Linked DNA regions of Anas platyrhynchos: region 2 is linked to region 1. A link is a contact called in public Hi-C data. All regions are on one chromosome and are shown on one strand. Each heading gives the region's core, a stretch centred on a gene start, on an enhancer-like site or on the middle of the called end of the contact. The rest is flanking DNA. Distances are from core to core; before and after follow the strand shown. Region 1 overlaps RNF220 (ring finger protein 220). Region 2 overlaps RNF220 (ring finger protein 220).

Region 1 (2,700 bases), core at 118-2,617:
ATGGCCCCCAGGACGGGGAAGTGCCAGCAGTGTTGGTGCTCCAGCCTGATCACCTCCTTGCTAACAGCGAGCAGAGATGCTCTGTTCACCACTCCGTGCTTAGCCCTCCTTTCAGAGGCTTTGACACAACCCCACCAGGCACCTTATTTCTGTCGGTCCCTACGGGTCCTGTAGGCACAGAGGCACCGCTCACCATTCGTATGCGCATCTCCCTGCAAAACCCACTTAGAAAGGGCTGCGGGAAGGAAATAAATAGCTCGCTGCTACGGCTCCCCCAGGGTGGCCTTCTCCATTTCGGGTTATCGCAGGCGTGCTGGTGGGTAAGGCTGTTTCTTCTCCAGCTGCAGTGTTTTTCATCTCGCTCTCTACACAAAAAGGTGGGCTTCTTTCCCGAGAGGTGTCCGAGCACACCCAAAGAACTCAGCACAAGCAGCAGCCCGCTGGGCGCCTTTTACCCACAAGCGTTTGATGAAATTAATGACACAAAACTAAGTGTAAAGGCTAAGACAAATAGAACTGGCAACAACTTGAACCTTTGGCCTGTCCTTTGAAAGTCTCTGGCAAGTCTCAAATCTTCTTGATCTGCTCACTAAAGGGATGACTGTCCCACAATTATTTTCCAAGCATTTGTTGGCAAGTTGGAGGAGGAAAAAGTCATTTCGCTGAAGCTGTTAGTACAAAAGCTCAGCTCCAGCCAGGGCCCTGGACTCCACTTCAAATTATAATATTTTAAGTACCTGAAAATAAATATTTTGTCAGCTGCTGAGAATTAAGAAGTAGCTTCGACCTTTCAGAGAGGGGAACCCTGCGGAGAGCGGCGAGCCTCAGAGAGTTAGCTGCAAAACAAGCTCTGCCCGAGCCACCCGACCTGCCTGGCACACACATCCTCCCCGCCGCTCAGCACCCACAGCCCTGGGGGGCACCACGGGCTCTGCTGCACCCCAACCTTCCCGTCTGGGCAGGGTGCTGGGGGGAGACCCTCGGATAATGATTCATGGATGCTGGAAGCGAAAGGAGCATCCCCGAGACAGCAAGGGAGCGGTGGCGGGGCTGCCGACAGGGCTGCCAGCCCACTCCCGCGGTGCTCATCGCTGCTATTGTTCCGGGCCGTCCGAGGAATTTCATCCACTTGCACGGGGATTAAAAATGCCTGCTGTTGTTTCCTAACAGGGACACTCGCTCCGATGGCAGCTGGGCACCTGGGTGGATGTGCCACCCGGCTCTCAGCCGCCAGGGTGACATCGAACATTGTTTGTGCTCCAGCACCCGCACAAAGCAGGAGATCTGCGGTTCTGCAGCAGAGCTCAAAGAGTTAAATCCGCCTCCCTTCCCCCCAATCTTTCTGCCTTTGGCCTTTAGATCAGCCCTGGTTGCCAATGAGGACTCATCGAAACACCACGAGGCTGGGCCTGTCAGGAAGGAAACCAGCGCGTCCAGAGTTTTGTTGTTCTAAAGACTTTTTTTTTTAATTTTATTTTACTGCTCAGGAAGGAAGCCAGAGCCTGTGCTTCAACTCCAAGAATGTCGATTACTCATCCTTCCCTGCATTATTTCTTTTATCTCTCACTTTTATCTACCTTACTCCAAATTTTTTCCCCCTTTTCTTTCTCTGCTGTTCCTAGCCACTGTTTTCAGCAGTTCATCCAAGTTCTAGAGCCGAAAAATAAAACCCAGTAACTGTTTCTTCAGAATAAACGACGATGCTACTGTTTATTAAGCAGGCCCCCAGCCCTCCCCCAGCCCCTCCAGCCAGCCATGTCACTGCGCTGCGGGTACCAGGGCTCCTGCTGCCACCTGGGACCTGAGCCCCTCAGAGACGTGGATGCAATGCCCTCAGCTGTGCTGCGGGAACGGTGTAAGCCCTGCTTTAGAGATGTGCCCCGAGAAAGGGCTCTGCTTGTCCAAGGTCAACAGAGCCCACAGCACAACACGGGCTGTGCTCGGGGCTTTGCCCAGGCAGCCCTTCCCTCTTCCTGCTCCAGCGGTCAAGCTGGAAACGTGCAGCAAAAGTGAAATACCCGGCGTCTGAAGAACTGGCAGCACATCTCCTTAGCGTGGGTCTGGGGTCACCTGGACACCAGCGAGCCACCTGAGTACACAGCGGAGGGGCCATCAGCGAGCGGTGTCAAACTGCCTCTCCTCTCGGGGCCCTTTCTGCAAAACCCATCACACCACACCGGGATTTCCTCTGCCTCTTTGCCCAGGTGCAGCTAACAACCCAGACACAACAGGCAACGTCCAGGACAGCAGGGTCCCGCCTGGGTTGCATTGACACCATAACCCCCCAGGGCACCCTGCTCACAGGGGGTGAGCTCAGGAGGCTTGGATCCTCGTGGTGTTCCCACAGAGACAACCCGAGGGGAAGCATTTCCCCAGCTGAAGGCCCCTTCTTCCTTGAAATGTGCTGCAAACCCGGGGCCTGATCCATGCACAGCTTCCCCAGACGGTAGCAACATCTGAGACACATTCGAGTGAGACCAGTTCAAGTTCTCTCTCCCCGGCTCTGCCTTCCCCTAACAGGATCTCCCTCTGTTTCCACAGTCAACGCGTTGTTTTCATTTTAAGAGGGAAAATAATGAGATGGTGGGAACATTACTTCTGGCTAATGGAGACGGAGATCTGCAGACTTCCACTGCTGAGTTTTTCCAACATATCCCCGTCCTGATCCAAATAGCATCACACTTATTTCAGTCCTGGGCG
Region 2 (2,700 bases), core at 170-2,669, 74 kb before region 1:
CCTCAGCTGTTCGTGGTCTCCATTGCACATTCAAGGCAGCTGAGGCTCCTGGAGGTTAAAGGAGTGCTAAAAGCACAGAGCTTCTGAGATGTCTGCATGGTGTGGCCATACAACGCTGGTGTAGGGCACGGTGACACCCCAAAGGCATCAGCTCGTGGGGCTGCCACATCCTGCTCCCCCTTGTAACCAGCAGGCAGCCCTCGGGCAAACACCAGCACATCAACATCTGCTCTGTATTTCCCTCCGTTCCCCGTTTCCTGCTTTTTGATCCATTTTGACAGGGGGAAAATGCCACGCAAGTAGTTGTATGGGCTCCTATGCGCTGGAGCCCCCGTGGTCTGAATCCCTGTGATCATTTAAGCTCTCCCTTGGGGTCAGACATCCCTCGCTACCTGCTGCAAGTCAAAAACTGGGCTGGACACACTGCAGAGAGATGCTGCTGAGCCAGAGGAGCACCAGGCAAGGTGGCTCCTAGAGGTGCCCTGCTGCTGTATGCGCCGTCGGTTCCTGCGTACCCAGCACTGCGTCACGCACACGCCAGAGGCAAACGGGCTTCAAGAATGCCCTTAAAAATTATCCAGCCCAAACAGACCCGAAACTAGATGATTTCATTTTAAAAGGCCTCTGTCAGGGAAAATAAAAGTTGAAGTTACTACTGGCACAATGACCTTTACCTGTGAAAGCAGGAGTAAGAGGATACCTTCCCCTGAAAACACTACGGATACCAGGGGATGCACCCTGACAGAAAAGCGCATGTTTAACGCTCCCGTTCCCCTGCAGCACTCACTCAGACCGCTCACAATTGGCTCGGAGCGAGCATAAAAAGGGAGACAGAGCTGTGCTGAAGGAGCAAACCATGGGAAGCAGCAGCAGCAACACCGGGGGGCCGCTTCCAAACCGCACCTTTGGGTCTGCGTTGTGGAAGCACTGGCCAAAAAGCAGTGCCAGGGGCTGGATGGGGAAGGCTGGGCTGTCAGCAGAGGGGCTGATGCAGGGATTTCAAGCTGATGATGTGCCCAGGCTGGTCGTGGAAGGGCTCTTTGTCCCCTCCTGCATGCAGTGTGCTGGGTGCCTGGGCTGGCAGGACGGGGGACGTGGGCAGCAGCTTCCCCGTGCTCCAGAAATAAATAACCGCTGCCCCAGCCCCGGCGAGCGGAGCGGAGATTTAATGTGCTGACAGCCTGCATTTTTTACCTTTAGTCAATACAAGAAAGGCCCCAAGACTATGATTCCCAACATCTGGATTCCATCAATATGCGATCTGTCATGATGTATCGGCATCCCCCCCCTCTCCCCAGATTGAGCAATGCGGCTGGTTTTATTAATACGTCAAATACATTATCCGTGTAATACACTTGTCTGCCTCTGCCCTCCCGCTGCTCCCGCACGGCAGATTTGAATGTATGATGAATCAGTTTGCATTACACGTCTGTACGTCATAATTTGTCAGGATTAATAGAACTATGTGGGTGCGGGGGGAGCCGGAGGGAGCGCGTCATGTGTGTTTAGTGCACTGATGTCTGTATCACTTATTTATCTCTGCTCAGGCCTCTCGGTTCCCGGAAAACAGCGAGCGCAGCATGTCTGGGAATCGCCGGGCAGCCCAGAGCATGGGCGGGCACAGCCCTGCAGAGCCGTGGGGAAGGAGCTGAGGGTGGTGTTTTGGGTGCCCCCGACACCCCTGGGCTTCCCAGCCCCGATGCCCAGGGTCAGGTCCCTGCCAGAGGTGCAAGGGGAGAGACGCAGGGCTCACTTCTGGCTCTGCCTGAGCGCTGATACGTGACCCTGGAGCAAGGCTCCTTGCCTCAGTTTCCCTGTGTGCAACATCTACCCGTCCCCTCGCCACTGACCCCCCCCCAGCGCTTGCAGAAACCCATTTATTTTCACTTTGCAAGTGACTTCAGTCTAAATTGCTGATGGGGAGGAGATGCTGGGAGCCATTTGCAGTGACAAGAGTGTCCAGAGGCATTGGTGCAAGGGAAGGATGGAGGCTGGAGCCGTGCTGCTCCCGGCACCCAGCGAAACCTGCCCCACGAACAGGGGGCTCAGCTGGGGGCACCGTGGCCGCCTCCCCCCCGCATGCAGCACGTTTGTTTGGAGCTCTGCAGCTGGACTTTGCTTTGCCCCTGTAAAACACCGATTCCAGCTATAAACTTTATTTACAGTACATTACACAGGATTTAGTGGGACCCATAAAGACCGCAGAACAGATCTAACCGTGCCATTGCTTCCCAGCAGCTACCGCACACCGGCTCCCCCTGCTCCCACCCACCCGTGTCCAGAGCAAAACCACTGTGGGGACGAGGCACAAGGTCCCCTCTTGTCCCAGCCAGCTCGCCGTGAGCCTACAGACCATCAAACACAGGCTGCAGAGAAAATTGGGGATGCCCACACTGCTGTCGTTGCTGTTTTTGCTTGTAACGAAGCCCACCCAAGCCAGGGCTGGTGCCACCGTCCCCGTGCCGTGGCGCAGGGGACGCAGTGGGTCTGTCCCCTGCTCCCCTCGTGGCTGGAGGATGTGACGTTGTGGTCCCTTAATGGGCAGCAGCCCCGGCGCTTTAATAACAGCTCCCAGAAACAATTGTACATTTACAACCGAGCGAGCGAGCTTGGCACGCTGAGCCCGTTCCCCTTCCAAGGCTTAATTTGATTTTGACATATTGGCTTGAGATTAAAGGGCTCTCATAAAAAAAAAAAAAA

What was found. Hi-C and Micro-C count contacts between places; a contact is called where the count stands out from the background.
Region 2: a contact with region 1 is called in a Hi-C map of skeletal muscle, with 2.0 times the contacts expected there. The contact joins two enhancer-like sites. A contact is called at or near these places in 2 of 8 Hi-C or Micro-C datasets (F1 follicle and skeletal muscle).

Annotation. Positions count from the first base shown.
Region 1 is chr8:29,240,763-29,243,462 of IASCAAS_PekinDuck_T2T, reverse strand. All of the region lies in intron 2 of RNF220 (ring finger protein 220), which reads right to left. Among named protein-coding and RNA genes, the nearest start is that of RNF220, 16 kb to the right of the region's middle. Within about 2 kb of position 1,367, at least 1 of the 8 cell types and tissues checked has an H3K27ac peak or open chromatin away from gene starts, as enhancers often do.
Region 2 is chr8:29,314,935-29,317,634 of IASCAAS_PekinDuck_T2T, reverse strand. All of the region lies in intron 3 of RNF220 (ring finger protein 220), which reads right to left. Among named protein-coding and RNA genes, the nearest start is that of RNF220, 90 kb to the right of the region's middle. Within about 2 kb of position 1,419, at least 1 of the 8 cell types and tissues checked has an H3K27ac peak or open chromatin away from gene starts, as enhancers often do.